Linked DNA regions of Oncorhynchus mykiss: region 1 is linked to region 2. A link is a contact called in public Hi-C data. All regions are on one chromosome and are shown on one strand. The core of a region is the stretch at or near the end of the contact, and the rest is flanking DNA. Distances in the headings are between cores, read along the strand shown. Region 1 holds the start of LOC110488540 (E3 ubiquitin-protein ligase RNF4). Region 2 holds the start of LOC110488494 (E3 ubiquitin-protein transferase MAEA).

Region 1 (3,917 bases), core at 591-3,090, 160 kb after region 2:
AGGCCCTGAGATAGACACAAGCAGATAGACAAACTCACAGAAAAATACATGCTTGACATAGTAATAAATGCTTGCTTTATTAGAGGACCAAAACATATTTGAATCTAAATATAATTGTTGCGATTGAGGAAAAGCAATGACTTACCTTCATCGACAACCTGGTTTCCCAATTTGCAATCACGCAGTGGTGGAAAAGAAACAAATATGTCAACATTTCAGTCTTTACAACAGTGATAAAAGCATAATCTTAAATACATTCAAAACAGTTATTTGTATACATCATTATTTGCATAAAGAAAGCTCACAAACTCACCACCACAGAATCATTGTTGGTCAAGTCAACCACAGTCAACTCAGAACCTTCACATGTCAAGTCCACCACCTCCTCCTCACCTGCACAGCCAATAGATGGGTTAGAATTTCCATAATCAACCAAAATGACAGAGAAAAGCATAAAGCCATTGCTACCCACTCTCAGTCCTGCTGCTGTCCAGCACATCAATGGTCTCTGGGACTGCTGCTGATGCTGCAGCACGAGGTCGCACACTGGTTGTGGTGACTCTGATACTCTTGGCCGTGCGTCTGGAACTTGAAGGGACTCCAGTCCTTCTTTTCCTCTGTGTCTGTGACAACAAAGCACTGCTTCTTAGAAACCAGACACCTTTGCTAAATGTCTGTGAAAATTAAACTGAAGGTGTTGGAGGGTTATCACGTGGCCCTGGGTGCACATGTGAGGACTTACTGTACTGCTCATGTTGTGATAGGGAAGGTGTGGGTGAAATCAAAAATGGTCAAATGTTACGAAAAATCTACATCCGTTCCAACTCTGATTGCGAAGTTCTTGGACCAATTTAAAAATAATCTGGTGAGAGAAAAATAAACCAATTAAGTTACATAAAAAGCCTTCACACATCTGATAAACAACAAACCATTGGCCATAACTAACCTTTATGAACACAACACAGCAGCTGAAGAACACAAACCATAGTCTATCGTTTACAGTATTCTGAGATGCACTCCCTAACCACAGTCAAAGCATAATGTTGTTGACAACTTGTAACATATTAGCTTGTAAAATCGATCAAATCTGCAACCCCTCTCTTTCTGTGTTCATCTGCTTAACGTAACGGGGGGGAGGGGGGGGGGGAATGTATTTAGCTAACGTTTAGCTGCTGACGTTTAGCTGCTGTAATCACAAAACTGCTTGTCAGCTACAATATCGTAAGTTAGCTAATATTAGCTGGGTCTGAGCTGGGAAGCTCACCAGGCGTTGGTTTATCACGACAAAATTGAAATTAACACGGTGTATTAAGCATGACATGTACCTAACCAAGTAGCTAATGTATCTGGCAATACAATTAATAAACGCAATGGCGAATCAAAACATGAGCTAGCTAGAATTAGCATTTGAGCTAGTTAGCTAACAAAGCAAAGACAACTAGCTAGCTAGCAACCAACAAAGGTAGCTAATTTAGCTAGCAATGCTAACACGCTCTACGCAAGCTCTAGCTCCTGGTTTTACAAACGGGATCAGCTTTACTTTTACATAACATCAACACCACAATTTAACATTTGTATAAGGGACTGGTGATAGATGAATAAACTGATAAATAATCTAGTTTTAAAACTAAGGGTGGTTAACAGCAGCCTACCTCCTCAATCACTTCGTCTATGGTCCTTCTTGATGAGATTTAAAGGCCGTTGGCATCCAATAAATGTTGCATTACTGCCACCTACTAGTCTGGAGTATAACTCCCTAATACTTTGCTTCATTTTTTTTTTCTACAAAAAAGAAAATACAACAAATACCCTACCATCTAACATTACACTCACAAAAAAATAAATACCATACTCCACTATTAAAATGTATTTAGTCCTACTTCAGGCCAACAGCCTGGAAGGATGGGACACCACCACATTAACACTGTCACGCCCTGGTCTTAGTATTCTGTTTTCTTTATTATTTTGGTTAGGCCAGGGTGTGACATGGGTTTATTATGTGGTGTGTTTTGTCTTGGGGTTTTTCCGTAGGGTTTGGGATTGTGGCTTAGTGGGGTTTGCTAGCATAGTCTATGGCTGTCTGGAGTGGTTCTCAATCAGAGGCAGGTGTTTATTGTTGTCTCTGATTGGGAACCATATTTAGGCAGCCATATTCTTTGAGTGTTTCGTGGGTGATTGTTCCTGTCTCGGTTTTGCATCAGATAGGCTGTATAGGTTTTTGCGGTAACGGGTTTTTGTATTGTTTGTTTTTTCATCGTCATTAAACATGTATCAAGAATACCACGCTGCATTTTGGTCCGACTCTCCTTCACCGCAAGAAAACCGTAACAAACACACCCTGTAACTCTTCTGATTTCAAGTCTCGCACACCCAAATACCTCTCTACAGCTGCCACCACAACCTCTATTTTCTGCAACTTACATTCCATCCCTGCTGTACAGTTGATAACCATTAATATAAATGCCAAAAATGAAATCATACTGAAACATATATACCTTGTTGGTGGATCCCTATGTACTGTTACAGATCAACTACTCTCACCACTCCTCTTACGATCCCTCCCCTTGGCCCATCTTCTTCTACTTTCTTCACTGCCTCAGCATATGACAACTTCTGCACTACTCTAACCCTGGAAACCTCAACCTGCCTCTCATACAGGACATTTCTGATCCCCAGCCCCCTACAATTAACACAAACCACTACTTTCCCCAATGCTACACATTCCTTTGTCTCATGCTCTTCTGCACACCTAGGAGGCTCCCTCCTACACACTGCTGCCCCATGCCCATAAGCTTGACACCTGTAACAACGTAATGTAGTTGGCATTAAAGCTTGTACAGGATAACTTATATATCCTAACTTCACTTTGTCAGGCAAAGACAACATCAAAACTTTTAAAAAACAGACAACAACCATGTTTCTCCAATCACGCCACCCTATTTGCGTCACACCAAACGACGAGCATCACAAACACCGGGAATCTTCCCCTTCAGTTGGTCAGCTTTCACATTTACCGTTACCCCAGTATTCACTTCTTTCAATGGCACCCTTTTCTTGAGAGCAAAACAATTCACATCTCTTGCCCCCATTCGTTTAACATGGAGTGCTTGCTCCCTCTGACCAGCAGAAACATATACAGTGCCTTGCGAAAATATTCGGCCCCCTTGAACTTTGCGACCTTTTGCCACATTTCAGGCTTCAAACATAAAGATATAAAACTGTATTTTTTTGTGAAGAATCAACAACAAGTGGGACACAATCATGAAGTGGAACGACATTTATTGGATATTTCAAACTTTTTTAACAAATCAAAAACTGAAAAATTGGGCGTGCAACTTCAATCTCTTCACTAGAATCACTTGCTTTCTCAATCATTTTCATTTCCTCCGCATAGGAGATTTGATTGACCAACAGACTTTCTTACCTTTCTCTATTCACCCAGTGGGTCAGATGCCAGGCACCAGCCACACCAGGAATTTTCACCAGGTAATCAACCTGAACATCCATTGTCACCCCCGAGATGACTCCTTTGACGGGTGCTCTACTACGAAGTCAAAACACAAAACTTCTGTTGTCCGGATTCTTTTGAGGCTCACTGCAATCTTCCTCTGTTCTTCAGATGTACAATTAAATCAAAATAAGACCACTCCTGGTCCCTCTGACAGACTCTACATTTCCAAGCACATACTTCACAATTTTTGACACCTAAAACGGGTTTCCCACATATGCATCCTTACTCAACAAACACATCCCAAGAAGAAGCGATTCATTATCATTATTATTCATTATTATATACATTATTATTATTATTATTATTATACATTATTATATACACGTATCCTCCACTCCAATTTTAAACAATTTCCTTTTTGTTCCAGTTTTCGCTACTACTGTTGTCTACTCAGAACATTAGTCTT
Region 2 (4,188 bases), core at 1,540-4,039:
GGATGTGCTATGGCAGTTTAAACGGATTCCTACCTGACAGCGTCCATGCGCTTGTTCTGTCGAATGAGCTCGATAAACTCCTGGATTCGCAGGCTAAACTCCAAGCAGCTCTGGAAGGAAAAGCATCAATGAGTTCATATATAACGTAATGTATGAGACACTGCCATTGTGATCTACTAACAGACATGGCTCACCTTCATCTTGCGGAGGCGTGACTTGTTGTCATGGCACCAGGCCAAACAGGTGGCTGTTTCCTGTCGCTCCAGTGACTCCTCCACCTCTTTGGCTGTGAGGAACATCTCAATGTTGACCAGATCCTGGAGAACAGGGGGAAAGCGGGGTTATGTCAAATAGAGACAGCACACGTAGTTCTCTAAGCAATTGAAATACTAGGAGCTCTACAAGCAATTTGAGATACCACAGAAGTCGCTTTCTGTAAGGAATAAGGAACTCGATTGTAGCATCCATGTATATAAGATGACATGTTGACAGAAAGAAGTGGGATGCACCTCAATGCCACTTTGCCGTGCCAGTTTGACCGCTGTGTTGTAATAGCCACACCGCAGCAAGTGTTCTACCATCATGCGGTCCATTCGTTTCTTCTTCCAGACGTTGACGCCTGCTGGTTGGTCGCTGCTGTGTTCCTTCAGGTGTTCAATCCTCCGCTTACACAGCTTAGCACTCTCATCCTCAGCCTGGATGGACTCAGCAGCCTACACAACATCCACCATTTAGATTTTGTATACTTACAACAACATGCACTCTCTCTTTGTATTGTATTTTACTGCTATATTTTTCTACTAAGTTTCATGATGATGAATCATTGTTCTGTCTTGGAAATCGCTCAATAAAAATACAATATTTGACAAGTGTTTGGATTTGAAAACATGTAAAGGTGGCTTATTTTCAGAAATTCTCCCTGAAATAGCAGTAGCTAAGCTATCTGGGGTTGGAGGAGGAATACCATTTAAAAAAATGCACAGCAATATTCCAATGCTAATTGTTCTGAGAACAACTGGGTGAACCTACCTTTCTCTTCAGGGCACTGAGCTTCTCCACCACCCCATCCAGAAGGGACACCACAGAATCCACCACTGGGAAACTGCTGAGGGTCTTCTCCAGCTCTGCCACCACCATGGTTACGTGACTCGTCTCCCGGTCAATGTTCTTCTGTGCAGCTCTGAAGCGCTTGTTCAGAGTTTCATATGGTACCTGTACAAATTAACAATGCAAGACCTAAGAGGCTTCAGTAGTACATTCTGACTATCTAATAATCATTCTTTGGCTGAAGTTTCCAATTATTTGACACATAACTTGTTGAGAACATATCCACCAATATATGACACTTTCCAACCAATCACTAAGGCATCAACACAGAACAGCAATCTTACATAACCGTCTAATTATGCTAACATAACTACTAAAATGGCATACAACTACTCTTGCAACCCTTAATGAATTAAATAACTATTCTGGTAAAATGGCCACTAACAAAGCAAAACATTAGCCGTATATGGCAGCAGCCACAGACCAACAGTGTCGCAGTGTGATATGGCTGCAGACTGAATCTTCTCAGCCATATTGAGGAGTACCTTGAGGACATAGCTCGATAGGGAAAAAGCGCTATCTAGCTAGCGCAATTTTGCTATAGCTACTAGTCACGTACAGAGCATAATTATACAGCTCCAAACGATCAACTGACTAGTATGCATCATGTTGCTTTGGATTTACTAGAGAGCTAACTACCTCGCAGCTGGTGACGACTCTTCATGCCATGTTGATTTCACAAGCGATGGTGAATTTGGAAACAAACGTGAATAGCTAACGTTACATGTCTCTATTAGCTAGTTATCTAACTAACGTAGTTAAATAAATGTAAACTAGAAAATAGTTAGCTATGAATAGGTGGCTTCCCACGCCACAGAAGAATATCGACGGAGAACCAGCGAACGTTAGTTAAAGTTTGCTAGTTAGCCTAGCTAGGTATCAACATAGCTGATTAAACTGGCTGGCTAGCAAAAGTAATGCCTACGAAATTATCTGTTTAGATAACAAAGTTAGTAAATAGTCAATTATCGAGACGATTGGAGGTTATCAACTAATAGCTTGATGTGGTGTATCTGACCACACCATCAAATCTGTTCGCATTAATCTTCACCATCTGACATCAGCCGTTGTTTAACAAACTTGCCCCCAGGCGTCGCTAGCTAACGTTAGCTAGTCATCCAAATAATCGAAATTAGTGCCTAGTTTGACAAATCTGAGGCTTGTGCCTGCATCATAATCGGTTCGTCTCGATATTCGTTCAAATAAGCAATTTCAAACCTTCAAAGTGGGATATTCTTGAACCTTCAGAGCCATGGAGAGTTGGGCAGCTGTCTCTTGCACCGCCATCTTCGTTTGTGAATTTCTCCAGATACTTTTTCATTGAGCCAGATAGCTGCCAAAAGGTTGAACGCACGATACGTTAGGATCGTAAGAAAATCCACACGTAAATTATTAAGATTGTAAGAAAAGCCATGCATGGAACGTAAACGTGAAATTTCATCTGAACATACAAACACCATGTTACGATTATGGACTAACATTTTGGACTTGAACAAATCTTGTCTTGCAATTCTGACCTACAAAAATACCTTTCAGAGTTTTGGCAGTTTCATCTCAACAATACAAAAAAACGTACACCAAAACAGCTTGTGAGGAGTGCTATGCAAACAAGCATAACGCAGCATAAAAAACGGAAGCCAGGGAAACCGGAAAGAGATATCTTGGACGTTTTCAAGTTAAAAGTCTCCATTCTCTATTACTCGTCAGTTGAGTTTACTTCACATTTAGGTAGATCGTGTAATGGATTTGTTTGCCAGTTTAAGTCTAGATAGCACTAGGCTGTATTATGCCTAAAACAGTGACGTTTCAGTCATTTAGATGTATCACTATAGCATGGGCATATGTCTGGGTGATGTGTACATCCCCATGCATGCACCTTATCAAAACATGACTATCAATATTGCACCATCCCATTCTCTACGATTTGTCTGCAATCATAACCAGTAGTATCTACCAGTAATAATGAAACAGAATAATATAAATAGATGAATCTATGAATTACGTATTTTCACTGCAGTCTTAGCCACTCATTTTTTAAAATGTATTTAATAACTCAAAATCTTGTCAAAGCATATTCTGAAGGAGGGGTTAATAAGAATTTAAAATAGTTTATATGAATCGGTTCATGAACATATGGACTTTGGGAGGGGAACAAGGGAGGGGTTAAACATAGGCCAAGTCTGGCATAAGCCTATTTCTATTTGACCTTTATTTAAGTAGACAAGTCAGTTAAGAACATATTCTTATTTACAATGATAGCATACCCTGGTAATGCTGGGCCAATTGTGTACCGCCCTATGGGACTCCCTATCACGGCAAGATATGATGCAGCCTGGATTTGAACCAGGGACTGCACTGATATGCAGTGCCTTAGACCATGGTGCCACTCAGGAGCCTCAGTTGAAGAGCTTGTGATCTCCATGCAGCACCCCTCAGCCCTTCTGGAGGAATGCAGCCATAGAGTCATTATACCCTAATGTAGAGGCCTATTTGCCTACTAGCCAAATAAAGTGCAGAGCATGCATGTTTAACAGGGTTGGTTATGTTTCCACTTGCCTCTAAAGAAAGGTGTATTTAATGTTCAAGCATTCTTATTGGTTGGTTCAATTCCGATGACAATAAGGCGTGTTGTTATTGGCCCCGCTTGCAGATAGGGGGAGATTGCGAATGTCAGGTCTCCCCAGTATGAAAATGTGATGCAAGGGTTAGGTCACGTTCTGAAAACTATTTTCTATTTTACAATGTGTACAAATTTGCTTTACATAGCTGATTTATACATGTGTGGGCATATGGCACCTGTTAGGGATTGAGCGGCTTTCTGGTATGTGCTTTGGTATATGATTGCTGTATATAAGTGTGTTAGCTAGCATGCACCGATGTAATGGTCACATAAGCTCACTGCTAACACAGTTGTTTTCATGCTACACATTTTACCATCGACCGCCATTAACACATTAAGCTGGATGCCACTATAGAGGTGAAAGGAACACCACACACTTTCCCTCTTTCTCACTTTTGCTGGCACATTGTATAACAGATGTCCACAGGCAGAAAGTGTACAATGTAATAATGTGCAGTGTA

Evidence for each region. Hi-C and Micro-C count contacts between places; a contact is called where the count stands out from the background.
Region 1: a Hi-C map of liver shows a contact between it and region 2, with 2.1 times the contacts expected there. The contact joins the promoter of LOC110488540 here to the promoter of LOC110488494 in region 2. A contact is called at or near these places in 2 of 3 Hi-C or Micro-C datasets (blood and liver).

What each region holds. Positions count from the first base shown.
Region 1 is chr14:857,178-861,094 of USDA_OmykA_1.1, forward strand. LOC110488540 (E3 ubiquitin-protein ligase RNF4) reads right to left here and starts at 1,841. Exons shown (of 8, transcript XM_021560772.2): 1 at 1,653-1,841; 2 at 743-862; 3 at 473-623; 4 at 314-393; 5 at 146-158; 6 at 1-5. The coding sequence starts at 754.
Region 2 is chr14:699,223-703,410 of USDA_OmykA_1.1, forward strand. LOC110488494 (E3 ubiquitin-protein transferase MAEA) reads right to left here and starts at 2,790. Exons shown (of 10, transcript XM_036942660.1): 1 at 2,637-2,790; 2 at 2,326-2,440; 3 at 1,030-1,212; 4 at 510-713; 5 at 195-317; 6 at 34-110. The coding sequence starts at 2,394.